7 separate regions of the Mus musculus genome follow, and regions 1, 2, 3, 4, 5 and 6 are each linked to region 7. Evidence: chromatin contacts called from public HiChIP or PLAC-seq, capture Hi-C and promoter capture Hi-C data. All regions are on one chromosome and are shown on one strand. Each heading gives the region's core, a stretch centred on a gene start, on an enhancer-like site or on the middle of the called end of the contact. The rest is flanking DNA. Distances are from core to core; before and after follow the strand shown.

The links. Promoter capture Hi-C pulls out the DNA fragments that hold promoters and counts their contacts. HiChIP or PLAC-seq counts read pairs in DNA pulled down with a chosen protein or histone mark. Capture Hi-C pulls out chosen DNA fragments and counts their contacts.
Region 1: a contact with region 7 is called in a capture Hi-C map of embryonic stem cells, with 5 times the contacts expected there. The contact joins the promoter of Gng13 here to the promoter of Cacna1h in region 7. A contact is called at or near these places in 18 of 39 promoter capture datasets (the 3T3-L1 cell line, the C10 cell line, the HPC-7 cell line and 12 more), 1 of 15 datasets of contacts at CTCF or cohesin (large pre-B cells), 10 of 115 datasets of contacts at active chromatin or transcription factors (bone marrow-derived macrophages, embryonic basal ganglia, embryonic forebrain and 4 more) and 3 of 9 other capture datasets (adipose tissue, embryonic stem cells and liver).
Region 2: an H3K4me3 HiChIP or PLAC-seq map of forebrain shows a contact between it and region 7, with 3 times the contacts expected there. The contact joins the promoter of Fbxl16 here to the promoter of Cacna1h in region 7. A contact is called at or near these places in 15 of 39 promoter capture datasets (the 3T3-L1 cell line, 3T3-L1-derived adipocytes, the HPC-7 cell line and 10 more) and 4 of 115 datasets of contacts at active chromatin or transcription factors (embryonic stem cells, forebrain and neural tube).
Region 3: a promoter capture Hi-C map of embryonic stem cells shows a contact between it and region 7, with 2.2 times the contacts expected there. The contact joins the promoter of Jpt2 here to the promoter of Cacna1h in region 7. A contact is called at or near these places in 3 of 39 promoter capture datasets (embryonic stem cells, liver and pre-B cells), 1 of 484 Hi-C or Micro-C datasets (embryonic stem cells) and 2 of 115 datasets of contacts at active chromatin or transcription factors (bone marrow-derived macrophages and embryonic stem cells).
Region 4: a promoter capture Hi-C map of pancreatic islet shows a contact between it and region 7. The contact joins the promoter of Mcrip2 here to the promoter of Cacna1h in region 7. A contact is called at or near these places in 2 of 39 promoter capture datasets (hippocampal neurons and liver) and 1 of 9 other capture datasets (pancreatic islet).
Region 5: a contact with region 7 is called in an H3K4me3 HiChIP or PLAC-seq map of bone marrow-derived macrophages, with 2.2 times the contacts expected there. The contact joins the promoter of Rhbdl1 here to the promoter of Cacna1h in region 7. A contact is called at or near these places in 5 of 39 promoter capture datasets (cranial neural crest, hippocampal neurons, liver and 2 more) and 1 of 115 datasets of contacts at active chromatin or transcription factors (bone marrow-derived macrophages).
Region 6: a contact with region 7 is called in a promoter capture Hi-C map of adipose tissue. The contact joins the promoter of Ciao3 here to the promoter of Cacna1h in region 7. A contact is called at or near these places in 9 of 39 promoter capture datasets (the 3T3-L1 cell line, the SN4741 cell line, cranial neural crest and 6 more), 3 of 115 datasets of contacts at active chromatin or transcription factors (embryonic midbrain, embryonic stem cells and forebrain) and 2 of 9 other capture datasets (adipose tissue and pancreatic islet).

Annotation. Positions count from the first base shown.
Region 1 is chr17:25,715,717-25,719,620 of GRCm38.p6, forward strand. Gng13 (guanine nucleotide binding protein (G protein), gamma 13) reads left to right here and starts at 1,812. Exons shown (of 3, transcript NM_001357782.1): 1 at 1,812-1,865; 2 at 2,951-3,082; 3 at 3,211-3,386. The coding sequence starts at 2,985. The coding sequence ends at 3,316. Chtf18 (CTF18, chromosome transmission fidelity factor 18) reads right to left here. Exons shown (of 22, transcript NM_145409.2): 21 at 3,652-3,709; 22 at 3,314-3,568. The coding sequence ends at 3,432.
Region 2 is chr17:25,806,981-25,811,035 of GRCm38.p6, forward strand. It overlaps Fbxl16 (F-box and leucine-rich repeat protein 16), which reads left to right and starts at 2,119. Exons shown (of 6, transcript NM_001164225.2): 1 at 2,119-2,406.
Region 3 is chr17:24,959,145-24,962,956 of GRCm38.p6, forward strand. It overlaps Jpt2 (Jupiter microtubule associated homolog 2), which reads right to left and starts at 1,479. Exons shown (of 5, transcript NM_198937.2): 1 at 1,424-1,479. The coding sequence starts at 1,467. It overlaps Cramp1l (cramped chromatin regulator homolog 1), which reads right to left. Exons shown (of 21, transcript NM_020608.3): 21 at 2,082-3,812.
Region 4 is chr17:25,867,208-25,871,194 of GRCm38.p6, forward strand. It overlaps Mcrip2 (MAPK regulated corepressor interacting protein 2), which reads right to left and starts at 1,531. Exons shown (of 5, transcript NM_026633.3): 1 at 1,418-1,531; 2 at 1,207-1,336. The coding sequence starts at 1,469.
Region 5 is chr17:25,835,829-25,840,042 of GRCm38.p6, forward strand. It overlaps Rhbdl1 (rhomboid like 1), which reads right to left and starts at 1,299. Exons shown (of 8, transcript NM_144816.1): 1 at 1,160-1,299; 2 at 583-744; 3 at 141-365; 4 at 1-65. The coding sequence starts at 1,198. Rhot2 (ras homolog family member T2) reads right to left here. Exons shown (of 19, transcript NM_145999.3): 17 at 4,157-4,214; 18 at 3,861-4,063; 19 at 2,629-3,666. The coding sequence ends at 3,540.
Region 6 is chr17:25,770,985-25,775,155 of GRCm38.p6, forward strand. It overlaps Ciao3 (cytosolic iron-sulfur assembly component 3), which reads left to right and starts at 2,792. Exons shown (of 11, transcript NM_026238.4): 1 at 2,792-2,903; 2 at 4,062-4,157. The coding sequence starts at 2,838. It overlaps Gm41550 (a long non-coding RNA gene), which reads left to right. Exons shown (of 3, transcript XR_876684.1): 3 at 1,426-1,560.
Region 7 is chr17:25,431,275-25,435,040 of GRCm38.p6, forward strand. Cacna1h (calcium channel, voltage-dependent, T type, alpha 1H subunit) reads right to left here and starts at 2,509. Exons shown (of 35, transcript NM_021415.4): 1 at 2,196-2,509; 2 at 1,596-1,912. The coding sequence starts at 1,894.

The DNA.
Region 1 (3,904 bases), core at 562-3,061, 280 kb after region 7:
TTCCTCCCTATTGTCACTGTGCTCTGGTGGCTCTCCCAGCTTTTCTCCTGCCAGACACCCATGGTAGCCTAAGTGTTAGGGTGTGCATCTAGATCAGGGCACACAAAAGGCATGGGGAGGGAGAGTGAGCACAGGTCCCAGGAGATATGACAGTCCTCCACCCTACCAGGAAGAACGACATCTGCCCTGAGGCCTGGCACCATTAACCTTAAGCTCCTCCAACCCCCAAATCCATGATAAGTAATCTCTCCGCTCCCTAGCGTGCCCCAGTTCCAGGGATGCCTCCTGATCTAACCACATGTTGATGCACATCAGGGGCCAGGGAAGCTTGGTGACCCCATTTCACTGATCAACACCAGGGAAGCCTGCTGTGTGACTGATGGTCCTGAGAGTCCAAGGGACAGGGACCTGGTCTGTCTTTTGATCATACCTGCAGGGGTCCAGGCCATCTCCTGGGCAGGGTGAGCTCTGAACTCCTTCTGTTCCTCTAACTCTGACCTATCCTGTTGTCTAGGTAAGGGCCACTCAACAAACCTCCAGCCCTCAGAGGACCCAGAATACTTAGCAAGGTACTGGCCCTGCCTCCCAGGACAGGCTTGCCCCTCCCCCACGGGTTGCTGTTGCAGCCTGCGTCATATGAAGGTCCCCAGAGCACAGCTCCCACAAGAGTTGGTGAGGTGTACCTCTGACAGTAACACTGGGAAAGGGAGGCGCTGCTCTGGTTAGTTGAAGGCAGGGCTAGCCCCCTGCCCCCGTTACAGAGTCTCTGAGAAATAGGGAGGTGGCTGCCGCCGGGCACAGGGCTCAAAATCCTGTGGCTGAGGAAGTACTCTTCTCCCTACCCAAAGGCCATCCAGCATCAGCTAAGAAACTGACCTACTCACCCCCTAAGCTAACTTTTAATCTACCCAAAGCTGGAGATGGGTGACCCTTCACACCCGAGGCCCCCACGCACTATCCAACCGTGGGTTCTTTTGAAGTCATTGCCTGGGAATGAGGAAGGCGCCAGAAGGTGGGAGTGCTATGGAGGGAGGCCTGAACCCCTTCTAGGTGAGGCTCTTGTCGTGGAATTCTGCGGGATGCCCCCCAGCCTCCCATAAGTGGACAACACTGAAGGTCACCTGCACCAGGTGGGCTGCAAGACCACAGTGGGAAGTGCTCTGCCCCCACCCCCTCTTCTCAGCTGCCTGCATTGGAGTGCCCTGCATAGGAGGGCCCTGACCAGAGAAGCCTTGTTGGGTGGGGCATATTTTGCTGTTTAGGGCTCTGGTCCCAGTATCACAAGATTGTCAAACTGGGTTGCCAGCAGTTGTAGCTGACCCAGGAGAGACGGGACTAGCTCCCACTGCTGCATGTCCCACCCCAGGGGAGACCTGCCAAAGCTGTAGGAGCAGCCCAGGGAGCTCTTGGGGTCAGCCCAACCCTGTAAAGGCGGTACCAAGGCCCCAGGTGGCAAGAGTGGGCGGGGCGGCTGCCTGGGCTCCCCGGACTCGGACAGCCCAGCCTCACTCCACAGATCCCTCGGCCCTTGTCATCTCTGCTTTTGCTGTCTCCTCCAAAAGTAAGTCCGATGAACAGAAACCTCACACTGAGGGGGAAACAGACTCCAGGGCTCTAGGGCTTGACCAGGTGGGGCCCCTAGGCTAATTCTAACTACTGGGACCAGGGCAACTGCCTCCGGGCCTCAGGGGCGGGGCGGCCGACAGATCGAGTCCAGCGGCGCAGGAGCCATCGCTGCGCGACGGGGGCGCGTCTGTCCTGCGCCGTGCGCGCCGCCCGCAGTGCCCGTGTGCGCCGCCGTGCGCCTGGCCGGGGGCGTCTCGGGGTGCACCGGCGGCCGGGCTCCGGCGGCGGCAGCAGCGCAGGTAGGGCCAGTGGTGGGCCATGCCCCCAGCCCAGATGCTCCCATTTGTGGAGGACCCGCAGCTGATCCTCCGCCCACGTGCCTGTCGGCGTGTGGGGCGCGGGAGAACCTAGCAGGGTGGGGCACTGTAACTTGGGGGTCTCTGGGAAAGGTACTCTGCAGGTGGCCCCACACAACCAGGAATACTAGCCCACCCAACCTCTCACTGGTTCCTTGCGAGCCCTGCCAGGACCTCTTTAGGATGGGCCACTCTAAAGGCTGGGTCCTAGGCTCTCCCCAAGGCCAGCTCAGCTCAGTATCCCGGGATGGAAGCTTAGCCCGGATGTGTCTGGTACTCGGTGCCAGACCCCTCTCAAGGTCGTGGAAGCTGTGATTGGAGGGAGAACCAGAGACTTGGTCTTTTGGAGTGCAACTAGCTAGGGAGGGGTAAAGGGAGGCCCGTTGTGCTCCAACTGACAGCTCTCCCTAGTCAGGTCAGTGACTGGATCTGAAAACACTGGTCTCAGGAAGGCTACCCACCTCCCAAGTCCTGGGCTTGCTGAAAGGCCTGTGTCCCCAGACATTCTGCACATACCCCACCCTACATGCAAATTGCAGACAAATCCTCCCAGCCCCGAGATTAACTTGGCCTCTCAGCCTCTTTACCCATGCAAAACAGGCATCCAGGAGGGCCAGGCAGCACCCAGCATCTCAGGGCTCTCATCGCAGCACCCAGGGTCTGAGTTAGAAGTGGGTCTGGAAGGGGGGTGGGGGCTGCCCTGGGTACTCAGAAGTCCATCTTTTAACCTCCCTAGGCAGGGATGAGTCTGTCCTCCCAATCCAGGGCTGGGCCTTCTCAGGCTCATTTGCCCAGCCAAGAACGGAAAGTTTGCTCTGCAGCTAATCAGCCCCACTGGGTAGAGAAGGCTCAGGGGTCTTGTTAGTGGGTCCCTGTGGCCCTCTTCGGGCTCTTTGCCAACATCACTCCAGACCTCAGGAAGGACCAATGGGTGGTATGGTCCCAGGATCTCCCTCTGTCCTGGGGCTGAGGGTGGCGTGGGGGTGGGGGCTGCAGACCCAGCTCTTTTCGCTTCTCCTGCCCACCAGCCTCAGGCTGGCTACCACCGACGCCCCCGACGCCATGGAGGAGTGGGATGTGCCCCAGATGAAGAAGGAGGTAGAGAGCCTCAAGTACCAACTGGCCTTCAAGAGGGAGATGTCGTCCAAGACCATCCCCGAGTGAGTGCCCCATGATGTCTGTCATTTACCTGCCCAGCCACTGCCCCTTGTGTGAACCAGGACCTCACACCCCCAGTAGGCAGGTGCCACGGGAATGACCGACACTCACTGACACTCCCCACTCACAGGCTTCTCAAGTGGATTGAGGATGGAATCCCCAAGGACCCCTTCCTGAACCCAGACCTGATGAAGAACAACCCTTGGGTAGAGAAGGCCAAGTGCACCATCCTATGAGCCTGACCCACACTCTCTGTAAGGTGTGACTTTATAAATAGACTTCTCCGGGTGTCTCTGCTTTAGTCCATTCCCTGTGGGAGCCAGTGCGATCTGATGTCCTGGGGCAGTGGGGCTACAGCAGGTCCCTGATGTACAGGCTGCGCCGAACAGCATTTGAGACGCCCTCGTTGAACCGGAACCACACCTCACTCCTGCCCACTGCCACACCCATGCGCCACTCGTCCGCGTCCTTCTGGGGGGCCTCAACCTCTGCAGGGACCAAAAGGTTTGCACCTCAGCAGACCCCAGCCTATGTCTCCACCCCCTCCCTTCCTTCTGTGACCCATACACACCTCTGCTCGGGACTGCCACTTTCCTGATGACCACACGTCCAAAGAAGTCCCTCTCAGGCTAGCAGAAAAGAGGGCCGTCAGCTTGCCAGTGAACAAGCAGGCACACCTAGGCCTTTCCCATGTGAGAGGAGACTCCCAAGGCCTCTGAGCAAGGCCTGCGACTAGGAGGACCTCTACTAACCACTGCCCACTTTCTGAGAGCAACAGGTGGCTCCTTGGGATTGGGGCAAGCCCCACCCTCCGGTAATCATCT
Region 2 (4,055 bases), core at 869-3,368, 380 kb after region 7:
GAAACCCTGTCTCGAAAAAGTTAAGGCTGAATTCTGTGGCCTGTAGCTGTAACCTCAGTATGGGAAGTCGACACAGGTGACCTCTAGGAGCAGTAGCCAGCCAGCCCAGCCTACTCAGTCAGTTCCAAACCAGTGAGAGAATGCACACAAGAGGGAAAAAAAAAAAAAAAAAAAGAAAAAAGAAAGAAAGAGAAAAAGGAAGTGGGGGGGGGGAGTGGGTGATACAGGCTAAGGGGTAGTTCTGTGGGTAAAGTGCCTGCCTGAGGATTAGGGTCCTGGGGACCTGTGGGTCAGGCAGTCCAGTATAAATGTCTCAAAAAAGAAAAGAAAAGAAAAATCAGGATAGCTCTTCAAGCTCTCACCCTTTTTTACTTTACTCTCTAGCCCTTCTTCCATCTCTCTCTTTTTCCCCCTCTCTTTATGTGGCCATGGCCGCTCTCTCTCCCTCTTTCTACCTCCTCTCTTTCTCCCTTCCTTTTAACGATAAAGCTCTAAAACCATTAAAAAAAAGAAAAGAAAAAAAGAAAAGACAAAACAGGGTAAAGAGTGGTAGAAGACAGACTGGCAAGATGGCTCAGTGGTTAAGAGCACTGACTGCTTAACCTGAGCAAAAGGTCCTGAGTTCAAATCCCAGCAATCACCTGGTGGCTCACAACCATCTGTAGTGGGATCTGACGCCCTCTTGTGGTGTGTCTGAAGATAGCCATGGTATACTCACATACATAAAATATATAATTTTTTTAAAGACTGGTAGAAGAGGATTCTAATATCAGTCTCTCTCTCCTCTCTCTCTCTCTCTCTCTCTCTCTCTCTCTCTCTCTCTCTCTCTCTCTCTCTCTTTCTCTCTCTCTCTCTCTCACACACACACACACACACATATACTCACTCACACACACTGCCTAAGAAATACCTGAGACTGCCCTCTAACTTCTATTTGCACCTTCACATATATGATCATACACCACACACACACACACACACACACACACACACACACACACACACACACACACACCAGCTAGGATACAGCTTACTTCCCTTTCTTATTGCCCCTAGGCCTCACATCATTCCCAGGAGACAGACCTCCCATCTCCACAGCAGTTGGTCTCATCTGAGGACATTCCACCCTGAAGCTCCTTCTCTTCCAAGACGCTACTCTGCTGTCCCAACATCTGCTGTTTCTGGTCTCAAGAGAGACCCAGATTGGGGTCCCTTTAGCCTGCTGAGAGGTCTGGCTCTCCAGCAGCCCTTAATGGGTCCTTTTACACAAACCACCCTCCCTGGTCCATACAGGCTGCCACCACCTGACCTCTACTTCATCTCAGAGCGAACCTGTGGAACTCCATAAGGCAGGTCGATTCTCGAACCATTCCTACCAAGTGCTATGGGGACAGAGAGGGCGTCTCAGATCATTTGTGACATTGTCAGAAGTAACCCCTCCCCACTATCACTCCACTGTCTTGTGTTTTCATTGACGCTTGCTTTAGTCACTTGCTTGCAAGTGTGTGACTATGTCACCCAGAACAGGGATTCTTCTGCCTGACTCGCAACAGGATCGGAAGGGATATGAATCCTAGGGGCCATAAGGAGGGTGTGTGTGTGTGTGTGTGGAGGTGCGACGATGTCGATGTCTCCACTCGGCTTCTCTTTCCTCGCCCTCACAGGTGGCAATCCAAGCAAGGGCACATAGGGCCAGTTGCATCTGCGCAGGATCCGGAACCCCACTGCCAACCGCTCGCGCCAAGGACCGCAATTCTCCTCAGCTGGCAAGATTCTGGGTCGCCACCACTTTGTGCAGATGGGACACTCGAAGCTGCTCTTCGGCCGCGCGGCCTACGGGGTTTGTTATTGTGCGAACACCGGCCGCTGAGCGGGTGCTGCCGCCTGGCGCGTGCCCGTCGGTACCGCACCGGGAGCGCGCGGAGAGGAGCGGGGCGGGGTTGGGGATTCTCGACACCTCAGCCTGGCTCTAGAACCCGGATTGGTCCGGACGCCGGGAGCGCGCGAGGGCGCGGCTCTTAGGGCCGGGCGGGGGGCACGCGCGGCGCCGGCGGCGGCCGCGGAGGAGCGCGGGGAGGAGCGCGGAGGAGGAGCGCAGGGAGGAGGGGAAGGGGAGGGAGGAGGCGCCCGCCGGGTTCCCTGCAAAGCGGCCTTATTTATCTGGGCACAGCCTCAGCCTCCCCGGTGGGAGGCTCAGGGCGGCAGATCCTCTCCCACCGGGGAGCTCCGCTCGGAACTCTGCGGAGAGGGCCCTGGCGCGGGGCGCCGGGCGCGGGGCGCAGTCGGGCCCTGCTAGCCAGTCCAGCACCTCGGCCGCCTCCGCGCTAGGCGGCTCGGGTGCTGAGCTCCCCATGACGCGAGGTCGCCCGGCGGACAGCGTGGCATGAGCCAGAAGCCCTGGCCGAGGTAAGGTGTGTGTGCGCGCGCGGCCAGGCTGCGGGGAGGGGAGGGTCCAGGTCGAGCCACTGCCTCCGCGAAGGCTACAATGAGGAGGGGGCGGGGTGGGGACTTGGGACTGCGCCGCGGCCGCCGCCGCCTGAGCAGGGCTTACGTAATCGCAGCCCCTTCCCCACCTCACCCTTCGGCCGCTGAGCCAGCGGTTCCGCAGCCCCTAACCCTAGTGGCCGGCCTGATTGCGCCCCGCTCGCTACCGGCAGCGCGGTCAGGCTGTATCTCCGTACCACGGAATTGCTGAGAGGAAGCACGGTGGCTGCGAGGACGCGGAACTGCAGGCCGTCAGCCCCCACTCCTTCTGGCTTGGCTCTGGGCTCTCCCCACTCCAGCCCTATGAGCCTCCGGCGGACTGGAGGACGTGACAGGTGTTGATACAATTAAAAGGGAGGAGCCATGTGGATATGTGGCCTAGGGGTCCTGGACGCCTTCTGGACATGAGCTGGTATAGAGCTGCCGCCCACAGCTCTATACCAGGGAGTGGGCTGGCATGTCTTTGGTTCTAGAAAAAGAAAATGGGCCTTGGCCAAGATTGGAAGGCTTCAAAATGGGGAATGGGCATCCTGAGATTGCTGAGCAGGGCTTCCATGTCCTTCTAGGATGTTAGTCAGTGGGGGATCCTCCCCACCCGTCATCCCAGGAGAGAAGGCTGCACTGTTGAGGCCTGGATCTGGCCTAGCAGCCCTCCTGCTAGCCCCTCCCAGCCCGAGCCAGCAGCTGACCTCCCAGGAGCAGATGGCAGATGCCACTTCACCTGCTCCCTCCTGGAGGCCCGACTTCCACTGCCATCTTGTCCCAGGGCCCACTGACCAGGGTCTTCTCAGGCCTCCCTGCTGCCCCTTCGGGACACGGGACCCTCTGTTCCAGCCCAACACTTTGATGAAGTGCTGGACAGCAGCCTCATCGCAGCAGGGGGGAGGGGCGGGGGGGGGGCCGGTGTTGGGACAGGAGCCTGGATGATTAGGGGCTGCCTAGATCAGGTCAGAGGCATGGTGGAGCCTCGATTTCCTGCCTAGACGTGGCCTGAGGGCCGGGCTGGGAGCCATTGGGAGAAGAGAGGGAAAGTCAAGGTTGAAAACGTGGGTGATGTTGAGATAGCCCAAGATTCAGCAGCCTCATTTCCTGCCACCCTCACTATTTGCCTCCCCAGTCACCCATACTGTAAGTCCAGGACACGTATGCACTCACCTGTTCTCCCAAATACACCTGAACAGGTCCCGTCTCGCACTGATGAAGTTAAAACAAGTGCATCTAGGTAGCCCTGAGAGATTGGGCTCTCTATTTCAGAGGCACTAGAAGGGGCTTCTGGTGGGCATCACTCAACCTTCCTGACCATAAGCCTTCACCTCTGAGAGTCACTGATGAACCTTCCGGGACTGGCACTGGGGGGGGGGGGAAGGCAGCAAAGCAAGGTCAGGAGGTCAGTGAGCAGCCCTGAACTGTCCCCATTAGTGGTCAGATGGCCAAACTGGCTGCAGAGAGTGCAGGTGGGCCTCACTTGGCAGGTGTCTAAAGGAGCCTTGGGTTTTGAAGGTCTCATATTCTACAGAACAGCGGGAGGGGGGGCGTGATAAGATGAAGCCTGTCGTGACTATTTGCCCTTA
Region 3 (3,812 bases), core at 229-2,728, 470 kb before region 7:
AGCAGCAATGCAAGTCTTAAGGTTGCCCCTGCAGGGTCTCACAAATGGGCCTTTCAACAAATAGGGCCCAGAACAATGGCACAGTGTGGCCTTCTGGAAGCCACTAGCAGCCATTAATCACAGTAACACCAGTGGAGTGGAAGGTTCTAGGGCCAGATTAGTCAACTCAGACTTTAGGACCAAATCCATAATTCCAATTACTTTTTCCTTTTGTAGTACCCTTTAAATGTTTCAGTAGAAATACTCAAGTTATCGAGAAAATATAAGGGATATAGGCAAAGATGAAAAGCCAGAGTTCAAATGAACTATGGCACTGGAGAGAAAGAAAATATCGACGGTTGTCAGCGCTCCCAGGCCTCCCTGGAATGATGAGTTTCATAAGAACTAGGAACTAATGAGAAAATCTGGGACAAAGCCATGAGAAATAGACCGGGTGGGGGGTGACGTGTTCTTCATGGTTAGTAATTTTTGTGGATGAATGACAGTAATACCATAACGCTTTTACAGTTCAAACATCTCCAGCACAAGAAAATCCCTCTGCTGAGGAGACAAAAGACAGGGTTAGACGAAAGGAAACCCTGGAGTACAGACAGACCTTACAGACTCAGGCTTTGTAGCAATCAGTCGGACTATGTGCTGCTATCTTCTCCAACCTGCCTAAGTTGCCATCCAAAGCACGCTTTCTATCTAATATGGCCCAGACTGAGGCTTCCAATTGCGCTTCATTATCCAGTTAAGGTAGCTCCCCTTTCCCCCTCATCCCGCTATCAAGTGGGTATTTCCTCCTTTTCCTAAATTCCTCTCCATGGACGCCTACTCAACAATTAACTCCTGGAGCTCGTAAAGTCATTCGAACACCAGTTTCATTTTATCAACTCAAATGGGGATTTCCTCCTTTTCCTAAAATCCTCTCCATGGACGCCTATTCAACAATTAATTCCTGGAGCTCGTAAAGTCATTCGAACACCAGTTTCATTTGATCAACTCAAAGCAGATCAGACAGAAAGCCTAGAGGAAACTGTGTAGGGAAGGTCCCCGCCCAGGGTGTAGCAGTCAGTAGTGCATCCAACAAACACCTGGTCGTGGGTTGGGTCTGAGAACGCTGCCGCTACTCAGCCACATTCAAAGGTCGTCATGACCAACCAAACTGGACAAGGGAAGGGCTCAGGAAGCGGCAAACAGCTCGGAGCGCCCGGCTAGCGTCTGTCCTGAGCAAGCACTTCAGGAGAGCCACGTGTCTTAATCCCGCCGCCCGGTCTCCACTCCGCTCTAACCCCACAGCCTTCCTGCAAGGCCCTGCGGGAGAGCGCGCACAGTATCCTCAGGGGAGCCCCGCGCCACACCCACCGCACTTGTAGGGTCTCCCGCCCGCCACGTGGCTGCGGCTATGCGCCCACCCGGGCCCCAGCACCGGTCCGCGCACCTGGAACCCGACTTGCCAGCTTGGCTGTCCGCGCCCTGGAACATGTCGGCCGCCGCCCCGCGCTTTCACAGCCGCCGCGCGGCGGTTCCCGCTTGGTCCCGCGCAGGTACCCTGACCCGCCCAAGCCAGTTGGACGCCTCTCGCGCCAATCATGTCTCTGCAGCCTATCGTAGAGTCGTGCCCCACTCCTCCCTCCCGCCCCCAAGGAGAGGGAGGCTTGGAGGCCCGCATCGCGCTTACAGCCGATTGGCTGCAGGGGGCGCCTCTCATGGCCTCAGGCGTGGGCATTGGTTCACAGCTCGCCCCACCCCCAGCCAACACGCCTCCGCATGCGAATCCGCATTTTCTGGCCGACCTATCCCGGGCTGGATGGCACTAGGAAGTTTCTGGCCGGTGGTAGCGGAAGGCTTCTTTGGGGTTACAGCACCTTCGGGAGGAAAGGTTCATGGAAGCGCACAACATACCCATAACAGAAGCAGCGAATTCTGTAATGAATTCCGCATTCAGCGGTCACTCAATCGCTGAATCTCTGATGCCTACCTGTTTGCTCACCCTCACCTCCAGGGCACCTCCAGGCCTTAGAGCTCATCTCATTACACTGTGCCTGTTGGAATACCCTAAGCATACTGGCTTTGAAAGCAGGCACAAAAGACAGACATTAGATGAAGTATTAGTATGTATTTATGCACAATAAAAACATTTACAAGCCGAACTGGAAATTTTAGCCGAAGTTTTAACAGTTCTTGTTTATTAAATAACCAAAACACCTTTTATTCCCAAAAAATTGGTAAAGAATAAATAATGTAATTTACAATATGGTACAAAAAATAATCAGAAGGACAGGCATTCTGCTTTATACATACACTGTATATTTATAGTCTATAAAACAAATTCACATCTCAAGCCGGAAACCTCAGATGATATGGCTTAACGATTATCAAAGCAAACAGCACTGAGCTCTGCCTGCTGGGGGCACCCCTCCAGCCAGTGATCTTACGAAAGAATAAGGGTCTGGCTGGGGCAGTGCTTCCAAAACTGGACTGACCACACCAGGCTAGCCTCTGGGAAAGGTATACTGTGGGTTTCTTTCCTTTTTTAAAGTGTTTTTTTTTTTTTTTTAAATTAAGACAAAGTACGGTATTTCCTCATGAATGCATCTGGGAGATTTGTTTTTAAAGTACATAAAACAATTTCCTTCTAAACTTATTTTGACCATTTCTAATAATATGGTTTGGTTAAAAATGCTATTGAACTGAATGACACCTCCCCTAGCAGAGGCTATCACAAGGAATGAAAAAGAAGAGGAGGGTAGGAAAAAAGGTTGACCAACAGATGAAATGTCCCAAAGTCCCACTCCCTGAGCAAGTACTATGCCCGACAGGATCTATGGACTTCAGCTCGCCTGAGCATCTTCTCTAGGACACAATCCATGCCAAGCACCAAAGATACAGGTTCCCCATCTTTTAAAAAGATGAATCAACATGTCTAAGAAACATTAATATTAACAAAAGATTTTCTCAAAGAATGACCGCATGTAAGTCACACTAAGTTCCAATGAGGAGAGGAAGCCCGAGTGAACGCCAACCATCCAAACTGATGGAAGGAAGAGAAGGAAGATGTAGAACCCAGGAGCCTGCCTTGCTGTTTTTGTTTTGTTTTTTAAAAAACTCTAACCTTTAGCAGTTTTCAGGTTTTATGCATGGATATTTGCTTACGCTGGGAGACGTTGTATCCACTGATTCTCTGCTACAAATGCCACCATTTGTCCTTTAATGTGGCGATGATGAGCAAACCAGTATGGCTGGTGAAGAACCTTCTGGAATCTTGTCAGCTTCCTTACAGTAACGCACCAGTCCATCTGATGCCGCTTGCTACTGGGAGACAAGGGCTGTAGTCTCTGCTCCTCAAGACGTCTCAACTCCTTTTAGCCGGCACAGACTAACATGTGCCTACAGCATTCACTGCCTCATGGAAACCAGCTTAAGAGCCCAACTACCTAGTTCTACATGCGCAGTTACCAGGATTCTACAAGCACCCATGCTTATTAATGTTGTGGGAGAGTCTACCTGAAACACAGGAAGAGCAGCTAGCAGTGGCCTGAGCCTAGCCTGGTACAGGCTACAGTCCCAAGATCTAAATGCCTTCAGCTAAGTAAGGCATTGCTGAAAGCACACAACTGGGTAGAGACACATTGGCTACCTTACCACAGTCTCTTGACGGCACCATATGCTTGCGCTTCTCATCTAACAGTCTGACTCTTACCAGATGTGGGGTCTGCATGTCAGCATCTGGGACAGATCCTTCACCAGTACCAGAGCCCTATACGGTCTTTGGAGCAGAGCCTGCACTCTAGGGTTTGTAGTAGCCAGAGAGGCAACTGGATCAAGTG
Region 4 (3,987 bases), core at 281-2,780, 430 kb after region 7:
GACACTGACCCAAATATTGCCACAAGCCTGTCCGTGTTGTCCCCCAACAATAAGGACTTTAAAAGGTGTTTTCCCGCCGGGTGTGGTGGCGCACACCTTTAATCCCAGCACTCGGGAGGCAGAGGCAGGCGGATTTCTGAGCTCCAGGCCAGCCTGGTCTACAGAGTGAGTTCCAGGACAGCCAGGACTACACAGAGAAACCCTGTCTCTGGGGTGGGGGTGGGGGGTGGGGGGTGGGGGGGGTGTTTCCCAGGTAGAGATAGGCCAGTCACCAAGGCAGCTCCAAACTCCCTGTCTGGGTAACCACTTTGTGGTTATACATCTGCACCATAGAGTTCTCCCAGAGACATAAGGGCAATAAGGACATAAACCGATGTCATACGGATGTCCCCTAGGGCAAACACAGGCCACACAGGCATCTCCTACCTATAGCTTCCGAAGCCTAGTAGCTGAGAGCTAAGAGGGGTGGAGCCAGCCACACAGACTCCCCTGCTGAGACGAGTCTAACTCTTGGCCTCCCTCGAGATTGTGGTCTCTTTGGTGCTCTCTCTTAACCGGTTCACATGCCACCTCTACCAGAGTAGAGCCTACATGCCTGCAGAGTCCAGTCTACCGATACAGGAAACAGTAAATGGAGCCAAAGAAGTAAAAGGTTCAGCCTTGGTTGAGTGGGATCACTTCCAGGTCACACTGGCTGAAATCCAAGTAGCTAGGGCTGAACTTCCCTAGACACATTGCGGGTTAGGAAAATCAGAAAACTCTTGGAACCCACAGGCGCGGGCAACTGCTGGGGAGGAGGGCTCCAGTGTCCCAGGGTGTTAGTGAAGGGCAGGGACCTGATAAGACCAGCGGGAACACGTGCGCTTCTTCTGCTCTGCAAGGACAGGGCCTGAAGTCCTTGAGAGCCAGGGCCTTGGGCAACTTTCCCCAACTTTGACCTCGACCACTTCCCAAGGGGTCCAAGTTAGCGGCCCAAGGTCACCAGGTCCCTCGGTTTTGAGTACTTGCGGTCCTTGACAGGCGGGATTGGTCGGAAGCCCTCAAGGCTCCACGTGGCCACCAGGGTCCACTCAAGCCAGCTGGGCCCAGAAGTAGCCGGCGAGCAGAAGTGCACGAGTTGCCTGCGCCCCGCCCCCTGCCCACCAGGACGCGTGGTCCCCATCAACCTTCTCCAAGGTCACCCTCGTGCCCGGCGGCCTGGCTCACCTTGCAAGGGGCCAGGGTCCCTGAGTCTGTGCCGAGGGCTGCAGGTGCGCGGGTAGCGCGGTCGGCGGCACCGGCTGCCGGCATTTCAGGAGCTCGCCAAGCCTGCTCTCCACCTGCTGCTGTGTGGGACCTGCGGGCCGGGGCGGAGGGCGCTGTCAGCCGCCGCGAGCCAGCGGTCAGGACGTCCCGCCTGCCCGCCCGCCCTGCGCACCTGTGCGGCGCTGCGCGACCAGCTTGCTGGGCCCCTTGGTGATAGTGTACATGGTGCGCCGTCCCGCCCGCCCCTGGCAGCGGCCAGATCAGGCACCCTCCACCAGCTTCACTTTGCGGTCCCAGAGGCTCGGCCCCTTTAAGGAGGGAGGACGGGCAAAGGGGCGGAGCGACCCACACACGCCCCCTGCCCTTAAAGGAGCTTCGCCTACTTGGTAGCCTTCCCAACCCTTTGGAAAATTGGCCAAGTCACTAAATTTGAGCTAAGAACGGGTTGTACTCGCCAAGGGGTATGCCATCTCTAGACTGGAGCGTGCATGTGCGAGTGTGCATGTGTGTGCTTGTGTATCTGTCTGAGATTTCAGAGAGAGAGGCTCTTTCAGTTGAGGAGGGCCCTTTGTGTACTAGGGTAGTGCTAGGGACCCTGAACAGTCTCTAAAAACACCAGTATTCCAGCTCATATTTGAGACACCACCACCACCCAGCCAAGTGCCTGGACAAGCCTGGATTGTTGGGGATCACTGTGTCAGGAGTCAGCTTTAGAATGAGTGCTCTAAGAGTGTTTAAGTAGATCTAAAGTACTGTGGAACCAGAAGACCAGGAGAACACAGAGCCCTCAGGGGGTACCCTATTCCTAAAGTACTATACTAACCGCTCTTCAATTCATGTCCTGAGCCTTTTCCCCAACTACTGGGGAAGCTGGAAATTAGGTCTGTGGGGAGAGCCACAGGGTTTCCCAGTACAGCCTGGAAGGAGGAAGAACCCAGCAAGAGTGGAAGCAGCCTGACCCCCCCCCCGTACCCCCCCCCCCCGCCCCCAGGTCTCCTTTTTTTGCTGTTGGTTTTTTGTTTGGTTTGGTTTGGTTTTTTGAGACAGGGTTTCTCTGTGTAGCCCTGGCTGTCCTGGAACTCACTCTGTAGACCATGCTGGCCTCAAACTTAGAAATCCGCCTGTCTCTCCCTCCCGAGTGCTGGGATTAAGGGCGCGCGCCACCACTGCCCGGCGTGATGTGAAGTCTTGAACTGTATCTGCCAAGACTTGTGCTGCCCCTGCCACCAACACCTGGCCTTAAGGTTCCTATTGTCATATTTGAGGAGGGTCAGTCTGCAGGCACTAGGGACTAGGGGAGGCAGGTCTGTCAAGTCTTGGACCACTTAAGCAAGACGAACAGTGAGGAAGGAGTGAGGGTGGGTAGCTGGTCCACCTGAATTCCAGAGTATCTAAGGAACTCCAGGGGACTTTTATCCCAGGTGACCAAGCCTTCATTCCTTTGGCCCTGGGCCTTTGGCCTTACATTATGCAGAGCGGGGCTGGAGAGTGAAAGGCCTTCTCCAGCTCTGAGAAGACTGTTGAGTGTACTAGGGAGGCATGAGACATCTCACTCATGTCTAGTTGATGAGCCAGTGAGTTTATTGCGGTTACTTACTGGAGCATGGGTGACTCTCACTATGTCACCAAAAAGCCCACCACAGTATAGGTGACAGCTCATGAGTGCTGATCCTGGGAGCTTCTTTCCCAACCCTACTTAAGAGTCCCCTCTCGGGGCTGGAGAGATGGCTCAGTGGTTAAGAGCACTGACTGCTCTTATAGAGGACCTGAGTTCAATTCCCAGCAACCACATGGTGGCTCACAGCCATCTGTAATAAGATCTGATGTCCTCTTCTGGTGTGTCTGAAGACAGCCACAGTGTACTCATATTAAATAAATAAAAAATCTTTAAAAAAAAAAAGTCTCCTCTCAGCCGGGTAGTGGTGGCAGCACACAACTTGGGAAGCAGAGGCAGGCAGATTTCTGAGTTCGAGGCCAGCTTGGTCTACAGAGTGAGTTCCAGGACAGCCAGGGCTACACAGAGAAACCCTGTCTCGAAAACAAACAAACAAACAAACAAACAAACAAAGTCTCCTCTCTCCTAGCACTTGGCACCTGGTTATATAGCACCTGGGAATTTGAATCTTGAGGTTTTCCTGAGCTTCACAAGTTTCATATCGCCTTCCTAAGTCTTAAGAGCTTCCCTCCTTCAGAAGGAAATGTTTCAATCTGCTGGTACCAGGCCTGTGACTGCAAAGGTGAGTGTGGATCTGGGAAGAGAGTTAAGGCCTGGAGTTGTACCGAAAGAAAGAAAGAAAGAAAGAAAGAAAGAAAGAAAGAAAGAAAGAAAGAAAGAGTGAGTCTTGGAGCTGAGACGAAAGGATGGACCATCCAGAGACTGCCCCACCCGAGGATTCATCTCATAATCAACCACTAAACACAGACACTATTGCATATGCCAGCAAGATTTTGCTGAAAGGACCCTGTCTCTTGTGAGGCTGTGCCAGTGCCTGGCAAATACAGAAGTGGATGGTCATTGTCTTCTATTGGGTGGAACACAGGGCTCCCAATGGAGGAGCTAGAGAAAGTACCCAAGGAGATGAAGGGGTCTGCAACACTATAGGTGGAACAACAATATGAACTAACCAGTACCTCCAGAGCTCATGTCTCTAGCTGCATATGTAGCAGAAGATGGCCTAGTCAGCCATCACTGGGAAGAGAGGCCCCATGGTCTTGCAAACTTTATAGGTCTCAGTAAGGGGA
Region 5 (4,214 bases), core at 49-2,548, 400 kb after region 7:
TCAGGGTGGTAGGTCTGGAGCACCCACTTGTTGAGACGTGCCCCGTAGCACAGGAACACGATGATCTGGGGACACTAGTGTTAGGGCTGGTCAAGACTAGGGACTCAGGAGGCCCCAGGGCAATGTGTAGGCAGGCCCACCTGGGCAAGAGTGACCGAGGCCATGAACACAGGGGGTGGGCAGGTGCGGTGCCTGTAGAAGTACCAGCGGCGGTCCACCTCGCAGGGCAGGATCTCGTAGGCCACATAGCGCACAAACCGCTTGTAGACACTCAGGCCTGGCTCATCTAGCAGTCCGTCTCGGGGCAGTGCCCGCTGTCCGTTAGCAATGGCTCTCTTGAAGCTGCTGGAACGCTTGCTGCTGATCTGAAGGGCAGGAACCTTAGTGTAGGTGACAGTATTGTTCCTGTGGAACCCTACCTTACTTGGCTGTGTGGCTGCTAATGGTCTGAGGGTCTTCCACACTGCCCAGGTCTGTAAGCCCTACCCAGTAAAAAGCTGTGTGCCCACCCAGCTTTGGTCAGGGTGCTGCGCTTGACCAGGCCTGGGCCCTCCCCTGCTGCCCACACACCATGGCACTGACCAGGTCCACCAGCTCCTGGTAGCAGACCTGGCCCCGCTCGTTGCTCTGAGCCAGAGCCACCAACATGTCCAACTTGGTGGGGTCCAGGGGCAGCTCATGGCTGTGTACCAGACCAGCGAAGGTGTCCGCACCGATGAAGCCTGTGTTCTCAGGATCCAGCTGCTGTGGTGGGGGAGTAGAGGGTGGGCCAACTCCCAGCCACAGGGCTGAGCTAGGCTGGCTAGGAAGGCTGGACCTTTGTGCCAGTCAGTGCCTGTTTGCTAGAACCAGCTTGTTCCCAGGCCCTGGCAGGGCAAGGTGCCTGGTTTGGCTGTTCTACCACCTCATATTCGCTCTACCAGTCCTAGAAAGGGGAAGGACCTAGGTCCAAGGACCACCACCCTCCATCCCCAGCTTTCCGTGGAAACCCGATGAAGCCAGACCTTTCTTGGGGTCGGGAGTCTCAGAGACCAAGGTCGTGCAGGGAGGGGGGTTTGGGAGGCGGCTGCCTGGGCCTTCTGCGAGCATGGTCCCTCCCCCGAACCCCTCACCGGCTGGAAGGGCGCCAAGGCAGTGCCAGCTCCCACCCACCACGCACCTGCTCCTGAATGAGCTGCAGCAGCGAGCTCCTGTCCATAGAGCCGGGCCGAGGGCCGGGGTCGGCCGAGGCCGGGAGGGGCTGCTCTGCGGACCGCTCCGCTCCGCCCCGGCCGGCCCGCTCCGCCTGCTCTGCTCTGCGCTCCCCGAGCTCAGACAGCGTCACCGAGATGCCAGCCCAGCGCGCACACAGCCAGAGTACGCGCATATCCTGCACGCGCACGCGCGGCCCCAACTCGACGCACTGCCTGGGTAGATCGTCCCCCACCGAACAGCTCGACCCAGAACCACTGCCTGCGTCCAGCTCTTGCACCACGTGCGGCAGAAGCTTCTCCCAGTAGGCCATAGCTGGCAGCCTGCAGCACCCAATACCCTCTTAGGCAGCCTGTTTTATTACCTTCCCTAGGATACTTTCTTTCTACTAAAAATAGGTCTGTGACCCATCCCCAGAATGTCAAGGTCCAGTTGCTCCCATCATACTTTCTCCTGAGCTGGAGCTGCTTTCAGTAGACACACTTGTCCTTATTTGCACTGTTCCAGCAACGAAGCCCCAGGTTCCCTATTCATGGCCAAGGCTGGAAGCTCTAACCAAACATCCCTGAATTGGATTTGAGATAGCAGGGCCTCCAGTGCAAAAACACCAGTCAAGAAGGCACAGGGGATAGCCAGGAAGAGCCACAAATAGCCACGTGAAGGTAGAACTGACTGCAGCTTGGATAAGGGAGGGGGTGTGCTCCTGAGGACAGTGAAGGTGACAGACCAATAGGATGTGTAACCATGGCAACCCCCCCAAGTATCATTCAAAACAATCTGCTACTGCAAAGATGGGATGGCAGTTATTCTTGCCCGATGGGCCTCTACAGGGAATACAGCTGCCTACAATAAGCAGCCTGCCTAGATGCTCAGTGGGACGGCAGGCCAGTAGGTTGGGACTGGAGCAGGAGGCAAAGGCCTCATTTTTCAGGGATCCCTGTTCTGTGGACATTCTGGGGCAGAGAGAACCCACCTGACCCAACCCAAGTGACTCGTTGAGTGTATGGATTCCTGTTTGGGTGTCTTTGGTGGTAGGAGGTCATGTCACAGGATCAACTCCGAGTCCATCATTCACTCAGCTTCTGGCCAGGTTGAGATCTATGGCTGGCCCTTGCTTGTAACAGCCAGGCTACACATAAAGCCCAGGTTCTCAGCAGAGCCAGGCAGGCTGCCTGGGCTGTGTGGAGTGTGGGGCAATGAAGAACCAACAGCAGAAGCAATGTTCCCAGAGAAGCAGCAGGAGCCCTCTCACACACACCCCCACCCCCATGACACTGATGGATGCTGGCATTACTAGACAGCAGACCCCTTAACTGGACCTTCCGTAGCCATTAATCAGCATGACTAGTGAGACCACAGAATGGGAACCAGGACACAGGGGAGACGTCTCAGAAGGGTCAGGTGGCATTTCCAACTCACACAAAAACAGCAGTCACATTGCGATTGAAAAGCCATTTTTTATGGGGCTGGAGAGAGGACTTGGTGGTTCAGAGCACTTGCTGCCTCTGCAGAGGACCTGGGTTTGTTTCCAACACCCACGGGATGGCTCACAATCATTAGTTAACTCCAGTTCCAGGGAACTCTGACATACTCATTTGGCTTCTGTCGGTACCAGGCACACACACGGGGCACTTACATATATGGGCAGGCAAAACACTCAAACTCATAAAAATAAGCATATTTTTGAAAGAAAGAAAGAAAGAAAGAAAGAAAGAAAGAAAGAAAGAAAGAAGAAAGGAAGAAGGAAGAAAGGAAGGAAGGAAGGGAGGGAGAGAAAGAGAGAAAGTAAGTTGCATTGAGAGATCAAAATCCAAGAGATGGAAAAGACAAGTGAAATTTAATCAGGAAAGTCAGTTCCGCTTGCTCTGCAGCTGGCGCAGTGTGGATAAGGCTCCACACCTGACAAAAAGGTGGGACCTCTGTGACTATCGGGTCCCTCCCTGATTTGACCACTACCTCTTGCCCTCTACATGTCCACTGGCCATGCACAACCAGGAAGGGGGGGGAACACACCCTGAGAACTTCGGGTCCTGGTCACTGGATTCCTTACCCACAGCCCAGCCCCTTACACACAATCCTCCCTCCCTCCAAGGCTAAGGCCTCACACCTGGCACCAGTACTCTCAGGCTCAGCAGGACAGGCCTGGAATAGGGCAACAGACTTTTGGAAGCCAAGATCTAAATACCAAGTTCCTGAGCAGGAACCCACATCAGTCCCAGGGACCCTGTAGCCAGCCACACAGATATTACTCCAACAGGCCGAAAGCCCATACTTCTTTGCCGTGTGGGCCCACATAAGGCACCACAGTGTGCTGTGCCTGGGGGCAGGAGAGGCTCATGGGTCCTTTGTCATCGGCTCTTCACTAGGACCCTGTATAGTGAGAAGCTAAGGACAGCAGCCACAGCCGTGCCGACAGCCACCAGCACTCCTCGGAGCCAGAAGGAGGTGGGGTGCAGCTCTGTGTGCACCAGGTGTCTGTGGAAAGAATAATACTCAAGACGTGTGCTTGCGAAAAGCTCACTGCTGAAAACCCGTCCCAGGCAGGCGGAGGCCAAGCCAGAGGCCATCCAGCATAGCTCTCTGGGCCACAGGCCACGGGTCTACAGCTCTGACACCTTTGTACCCAGACAGACTAAGCCCCACCCACATTGAGGCTGCGGTATACTCACGGGAAAGTGGCCATGGTAGCAAGTTGGGTAAAGACATCTGTGCTGGGCATTGCGGGTCCCAAGCAGGAGAATGAAGCTGGGGCAGGCAGCCGGTGCCTCCGGCAGAACTCAGCGGGTGACAGCCCTGGGGGGGCAACACCTTCAGGGAGATCAGCTTTGGAGGCAATAAAGAGGCAGGGGGTCTGCCCATCCATGTAATAACGCTGCCAGGAAAAAAGAAACATTCGAGAGCTGAGCTTGCTGGCTAACTGGGCTATGGCTGGGATCCCCCCACAGGACCTCAAGTCAGGGCTTGCCTTGTATATGGTAGCACAGTGTACAAAGGTCTTGGGATCACTGCTGTCAAACATTAAG
Region 6 (4,171 bases), core at 1,542-4,041, 340 kb after region 7:
CAGTGTTCATAAACTAAGTAGGAGGATAAAGAATTTGAAGCCAAGGCTGGATTGTGGTGGTGGTAACAGTGCACATGGAGGCAGAGGCAGGCAGTTCTCTGTGAGTTTGAGGTCAGCCTGGTCTACAGAATGAATTTCAAGATAGCCAAGGCCATACACAAAGACCCTGTCTTAAAAACCAAAAACCAGCCCGGCAGTGGTGGCACACGCCTTTAATCCCAGCACTTAAGAGGCAGAGGCAGGCGGATTTCTGAGTTCGAGAGACCAGCCTTGACTACAGAGTGAGTTCCAGGACAACCAGGGCTACACAGAGAAATTCTGTCTTGAAAAACCAACCAACCAACCAAACAACAACAACAACAAAAAGAAACAAAGAAAAACCAAAAACTAAAACCAACCAAACAAAAGGATTTGAATCCAGGCTGGGCTGTTCAGTGAAAACAAAACAAAACAATAGGGCTGGAGAGATGGCTCAGTGGTTAAGAGCACTAACTGCTCTTCAGAGTCTAGAGGTCCTGAGTTTGAATCCCAGCAACCATATGGTGGCTCACAACCATCTGTAAGATCCAATGCCCTCTTCTGGTGTGTCTAAAACCAACAAAAACTGAGTATAGGATTTTAGTACATCAGTTTTTTTCTCTTGTAAAATCGCATGCATTTGTGTGTGCACATACATGTGTATGGGTACATTTGTGCTATGTTGTACCTGTGGAGGCCAGAGAGTCAGTTTTCTATTTCCATTATACAGGGCCTGGGATTGAACTCAGGTTAGCAGGCTTGGCTGGCTAGTGGCTGGCCATGGGCCCCAGGGCTCTCCCTGTCTCTACCCTCTCAGTGGGATTACAGGCAGCACATGTCACTGTGTTCAGCTTTTACATTAATGTTACAAGTCACACTCAACTCATTCCTCATGTCTGCACAGCAAACACTACATCAACTCTCATCTCAGCTGGGTGTGGTATCGAATGCCTTTAATCCCAGCACTTGGGAGGCAGAGGCAGGCAGATTTCTGAGTTCGAGGCCAGCCTGGTCTACAAAGTGAGTTCCAGGACAGCCAGGGATACACAGAGAAACTCTGTCTTGAAAACAAAGAAACAAACAAACAAACAAACAAACTCTCGTCTCAGCCTGATTGTTACCATTTCTAGTAGACATTTTGGTGACATTAATGATGTTACAAAGCCAGGCATGGTGGCACACACCTTTAATCCCAGCATTCCAGAGGCAGAGGCAAATGGATCTCTGTGAGTTCTAGGCCATCCTAGTCCACCAAGCGAGTTCCAGGACAGTCAGGGCTACACAGAGAAACCCTATTCTGTTTAAAAGAAAAATGACATTCACGTGTGCAGCATCTATTCTAAAGACTTTTCTAACCACCCTGATCAGAAACCTTCTCCACACCTGAGGTCAGCTTTCCATCTGCAGGTTTGCCTGTCCTGGACATTTTTGCTGAATGGTGTCACACGTGTGGCCTTTTGTGACTGGCTTCATGAAATCCACTGATTGTAATGTCTTCAGGGATCACCTACATTACACCAGGACTTCATTCTTTCTACTGTTCCAGGCCATTCTGCTCTGTCTCTCTTATTGGGCCTTGGATATGCCTCACATCTGCCAGCCGTCCACTGGGTTTGTTCTAATAGACTTGGGTTTGGTGGTGGTGGTGGTGAGTTTGAATTTCCAGGGATCTATGTATCACCCTCCTTCCAGCATTAGAATCCTCCCAGCAACCCTGTATACAGTTACCAAACCCAGACACTATTGTGGATGCCAAGAAGTGCATGCTGAAAGGAGCCTGATATGGCTGTCTCCTGAGGCCCTGCCAGAGGCTTACAAATACAGAGGCAGATGCTAGGCAGCCAACTGTTGGACTGAGCACGGGGTCCTCAATAATTAAAGAAAGGACTGGAGAAGCTGAAGGGGTTTGAAACCCCTTAGGAAGAACAACAATATCAACCAACCAGACCCCCCAGAACTCCCAGGGACTAAACCATCAACAAAGGAGTACACATGGCTCCAGCTGCATATGTAGCAGAGGATGGCTTTGTCATGCATCAATGGGAGGAGAGGTCTTTGGTCCTATGAAGGCTTGATAGATGCCCCAGTGTAGGGGACTTTGAGGGAGGGGAGGGGAGAGAGGGTGGGTGGGTGGAGTAACACCCTCACAGAAGCAGGGGAAGGGAGGATGTGATAGGGTGTTTCCAGGAGGGAGGGAGGGAAACTGGGAAAGGGGATAACATTTGAAATGTAAATAAAGAAAATATCCAATTTAAAACAAGAATCCTCCTGGCAAACAGAAACTGTCCTTTGGCCCTGGTCCAGTCCAAGAACCTGCTTCTGTAAATGTTCTCCCACACTCCAGTCTTAACATCTCAACAGCACTTGTCTATCTCATTTTTTGGTAAGCCCATTCCAAGGCATTCCAGTGAATCAAAGTTAATTTTGTGTTCTCCTGCCCACTGCATCTGGAACCTTCCTTGAGTATTGCTAGGTCAAGGTGATGAATGAAATCCGGATTCCGACCCCTACGGGAAGCGGGAGAGACTCTGAGTCTCTAGTTACATTCTTTGCGTTATTTGTCTTTGCTACCCTGCTACACCACAACCAAGGGACGCAAGGGAGACCGAACGCTGTGCTGTGGAACTTGCAGCTTGAGTCCGCTGGGCCGAGCGCTCAAGGCCGCCGGCAGAGGGCGCGCACGCTTTTCAAAGCTTGTTGACGGAGAGAAATGAGCATGCGCTGGAATTTGCGTTTTCCGGCAGAGTGGCGGAACTGCATGTCATTTTGGTGTCATTTTGCGACACCCCCGTGTGACACTCGGCGGCAGTGAGGCTGTCATGGCGTCGCCCTTCAGTGGGGCACTACAGCTGACCGACTTGGACGACTTCATCGGGCCATCTCAGGTGGGCCGGCCAAGGGCGAGTCGGGCAGGAGGAGGGTCCGAGCCTGGCCGTGCACCTCGGGAAACCTCTCTCGTCTGTGTCTTTTCCCAGGGCCCAGGACCCAGGGCCTCAGTCAGTCTAGTTCCCTTTTCACAAACACAGACAACTGAGGCCAGGGAGGGCCAGACAACGCGGTTACTGGGCCCGGAGCGATCCCTGGGACCATGGGAGTGTTTAGTGGTGACAGGCAGGTTTAGTGTTTAAAAAAAAAAGGTGGGGGGACTTGTTGTTATGTGATCTTAAGTTACTGTTGTAGTAGTGTCACCCAGCTGGTGATGCAGAGACATGGTGGGGCTGAGTTAGCCTCCACACACCTGTGAGATATCCCTTCCCACTCCTCTCTCAGAGCCAGTTGTCATCTCTGTGGACAGGGACCATGTTGAAGGGACAGGTTTGATGTCCACTTGGGCCACAGCCACAGCTAATGTTCCTGACGTTGCCTCGAGGAAGAGAGAGGGATACAGACAGACCGCCCTGAAAACAGGAGCTGCTGCCCTTGCTGGGTCTTCCTTTGTCTCCAGAGCTAGCCAAGTCCCATGACCCATAAAAGACGGGCTGAGCTGCCACACGGACAGGATGAACTGGGCCATCTTACCCGAGACTGGCCCTTTTCTGGAAAGCCACCAAGGTTCAGGAAGCGATAACAGGAGATGTCCAAGAGAAGGGGAGAGACATGGAGTTTCATCTGTGGTCGTGGGATGGAGGTGACCTCTAGATGTTTCCAAGGAAAGCCTTCCTGTCTGGCCAGGCCTCTGACACTCTGATCTCCGGGGGTGTGCTGCTATGTGCACGTAGGAAGGGCAGGCTAGTCAGGGCTTCTTGCATTAGCTTGCATATAGAGTTTGTAGCAGATTTCATGGTGATTCTGGAGAAAGAGTGGCCTTGATGGCATTCTCCTCACCTTGTACAGAGAAGGGTGGGCAACCAGAGCTCAGCATGGCTTCAGTGGCAGGAAGGTGGTAGAATTGGCCTCGGTGGTGAGCTTCACTCTATGGCCGGTAGCCAACCATCCCTGAGGCCCTCCATACCCAGCCCCCCACCCCACTCCCCACCCTCCCCACCCCCCGTCCAAGTTGCTTTCTCCTAATAGAGCCTGGTGTGGGGTCTTTCCTGGTGTAGAATTGCATCAAGCCTGTAAAGGTGGCTAAGAAGCCAGGAAGTGGCATAGCCAAGATCCACATTGAAGACGATGGCAGTTACTTCCAAGTGAACCAAGTAAGGACCCTGAG
Region 7 (3,766 bases), core at 1,259-3,758:
GCAACGTTAGCTCTACAGTCCTTGAAGGCTCAGTCTACCTACGAGAGCCATCCCATCCCCACCTTCTCTGAAGGTAGCAACACAAACAACCTTGTTAGAAGTCCCCAGGGACACAGCAGCCGGAGAACCAGGCTCAGCCTCCAACTCCTGTGTAGCCACATCCTGGCTGTCAGGAGACCAAGTCTAGGTCCACTCGCTCTTCTCCTATTTTGTACAGCTTGAGAACAACAAATTCAGGCACTAACACAGGGCTGGTCTTTGCCACCTCCCCAAGGTCCACAGTAGCACTGCCCGGTGGCTCATCACTATTCCCAGCCATACAATCTCATCACCAAAACCAAGTGGTCCAGTCACCTCCCAGTCTAGATCCCGCAGAGGGGACAAACTGACAGCTGGCACACAAGGTCACCCTGCTCCTGCACAGAGGGCCAGCCAACCCAGAAGATGCCCACCACGGGCAGTCACTACCATCAACTGCAAAGGACAAAGACAGCAGGCAGTGAAGCCCAAGCACAGCCCTGGACCACCCTCCTTTACAAGCAGAGAAAACTGACTCACCCAGTGTTTGGATTGGAGTGAAAAAAAACATGGGCTTTATTACTTTTTTTGGTACAGATTTCTCTTTTGTATTTAATATTTATACAGTTAAACACACAAGGTAGAGAAACATATACACACATTGCTCATTTTGCCTCTGTCCCGGACTCCGCTGAAGAGTGTTTATGGGCCCATGTCAACTCCCCTCGGCCCTCCACCCACCCAGCCCTGGTGACCAGTTCCGAGCAGTTGCTGGGGGTGGGGGTGGCCGCACTACCAGGCATCATTTCAGCCCCTCCTCTGAGACTATCAAGCCTATCAGGGAGAGCCCTAAAAGGCCACCTGTTCTGGGGCCAAAAGCCTCTTTTGCACCCCAGAAATGTTGCCAGTACTGACCCAACCCTGTTCTGGAAGCTTCAGTGAAAGTCTGTGGCCTTGGGGCCAAGAAAAAGAAGTCACAATCCCTTCCTTTTGACCTAGGCAACTGTGGTGAAGGGGCTCGGGGTCAAAGCTAGCTGCCTCCTGCACACACACACACACACACACACACACACACCCAGCTGTGCGTGACTTAAATCAGCCCCTGAACGGACTTCAGCCTGGAAAAGTGAGTTCTCAAACCAACGTCACTTCGAGGAGAACCAGGGAGCAGCCCTGCCCGGCACACAGCGCCAATGAGCAGGTGGAAACTTTCTCCCTTTCCGGCCCCCAGACTCCAGCGAGGGTCTTCACACAGGCTCAGGTGTTTCCTTTGGAAAGCTAAGAAGGCGGGGATTCCCATCTTTCCCCCCATCCCCCGCCCCAGTAGGACTCCTGGAGTTAACTACCTTTCATTTCCTTCCACCGGCGGCATCCTCGCCGCTTCTGCTCATACTCTCCCGTCCCGAGGTGCCTCTGAACCCAGATTCCACAGGCTAACCCTACCATCTCTGAGAAGAACGCCGCCCTAGCACCCCTACCCAGAGCCCCCGCCGGATCCCACAAGCCGGGTTCACAGGACGTACGCAGAGGAGTCCCACACCCCAGTCCCCAGCGCCCTGCCAACCCTGTAAGGATATGGGTTACAAACCAGTCGGAGGCACCAGCTGCGGGGCCGCGTGGTTTGCCCGAGGCAGAAGAAGACTGTGGCAGCCAGAGCGGGGTATGGGACGGGCTGTTCCTCGTCGGCGCCCAGGTCCGCACCACACTCGGTCCCTGGGCTCTCGGGAGCCAACACGCTCGACCCGGATCCTCGCTGCTCCTCGCGCCCCGGCACCCCAGGGCTCGCTGGGGAAGCCCTCACCGGCGCTGCAGGAGCCGAAGGCGAAGCGCCCAGGGGCACCCGGACCTCGTCCGCTGCCAGCGTGCCCTCGGTCATGGTGGCAGAGGGCAGCACCTGCGGAGAGAGGGGCAGGCGGTGACCCTGGCCCAGGAACGACGCCCCCGCCCCGCCTCAGGCGGAGCGGAGCTGCGGGAACAGCCGCGGCCGCCGGGATGTCTTTGTCTCTCCTTATTAGAGACAAGTGCGCCCCCCGCCCCCTCCCGCCAGCAAAGCCTGGCAGCCCCACCCCCAAGGCCGAGGCGAAGGGTTGCGGGAGCCCTAGGGGCTCCGAGCCCATAGAGCTCAAGTTCAAAGGGTCCCAGGCGCGCAGTAAGCGCGCGTACCCTCCGCATCTCACCTCGCTCCGGTGGCCAGCGGCGTCCCTGTGGGCATAGCCCGGGCGGCGCTGTCACTGGGGACCCAGTCCAGAGCCCGGAGCTGGGCCAGTATCGCCTCCTCGGCCCGCGCCCCCGGCCCACCCGGCACCAGCTCTCGCGGAAGCTCTAGCTCCGGCCCGCCCAGCAGCAGCAACGGTGTCCCGATGCGGAAAACCGCTAAATGCACGGCGGGGCGGGCGCGGACCGCAGGCACGGGCCGGGGGCGCGGCCGAGCCAGAGAGGGAGCGAGCGAGCCCTGGAGCCCGTCCGCGCACAGCGCAGGAAACTTCGGAGTGAGCAGTGGCGGGGAGGCGGGGCGGCGGGGGCGGCCCATGGGGCGGGGCCAACGCGGCCGGGGCGGGCAGGGGGCGACCCTCAGGGACCGAGATAGGGACGGAGAGTGGGCGGGGGTCATCAGCCCGGCCCGCCCCCACCCAGACGTAAGCTATCCCACAACATCCCTTGGTCCGTGTTTCTCCGTGCCGGTACGCCGCCAGCCCCAAGTCCAGGACTGGGCGAACCCGGTCCGCGCCCCCCTCCCCGACCTCTCCTCCCGCCCCATACTGTCTCGCGGGAGAGCACGGCAGCAGGGGGCGCTCGCAGGGATGCTTGGACGAGGGGCGGGGGAAGCGGCGCCAACGTCCTTCCCCACCCCCACTGCGGGGGCGCGGAGCCGGCGGGGACCCCCTCCTTTTCTCGCGCGCCGCCCCTTCTCTTCACTGCTAGGGTCGGCTAGGGGGCGGGGCTCAGCAGGCGTGGGAGGCACGCCGTGACCATGCCCGCGAGGCGCGTGCCCTTCCCCCACCGCGTGTGTCTTGGGTGTGCCGGGGCGCCAGTGTCTTTGGGGCGCGTGGGCGACGTGGGGCGCGTTGCGCGACGCGACACCAATTGTCCTGGGGCAGTCCGGGTACTCTGGTACGCAGCTCCCCCACACTCCTCCCAGTTTCCGCAAACTTGCCGGTGCCCATCCCCCTCCCCCTTCTCCTGGGGACTGGGGCTCTTGGAAGAACCTCGAGAAGGAGTACAAGCCGAGCGGGGCCTCCCAGCACCCGCCAAGGCACACAGAGGGTATATCCTGAGCATGTCGCTGAATCTCCTTTCATACTCCAGTGGTTGCATGACCCTTGTCCCATGAAGGCATGAGCAGAGGGGCTGTTCCCCCCCTCTCCCGCTGGAGGTATGCAGGGATTTTTTTACTTTCTCACAATTACCACACTAGGGCCATAAAATTCCAGCTCTTAGGTGTACATCCACTTAAATTTCAACCAACAAGGGGCTCTTTCACCTTCAGGCCCTGTTATTGGGGAAAACCATTCCTGTCCTAGACAAAGAGCAGCCTCCCTCTGCCCTGGGGTAGCTGGGCTCTTTGGAGGGCCAGAGCAACATAGCAACCTCAGACCTGGATGGAGCCCTGGCAGGGTGAGCTGCAGAGAAGTGGAGTTTCCCATATGTGGTTCTGGGATTCTAAGAGGATTTCACCACTGAGCCTGGGAAGGGCACAGCCTGGGGAAGGAGGTGGAGAACAAGAACCATGTCCTCTGCCTGTCGGTCC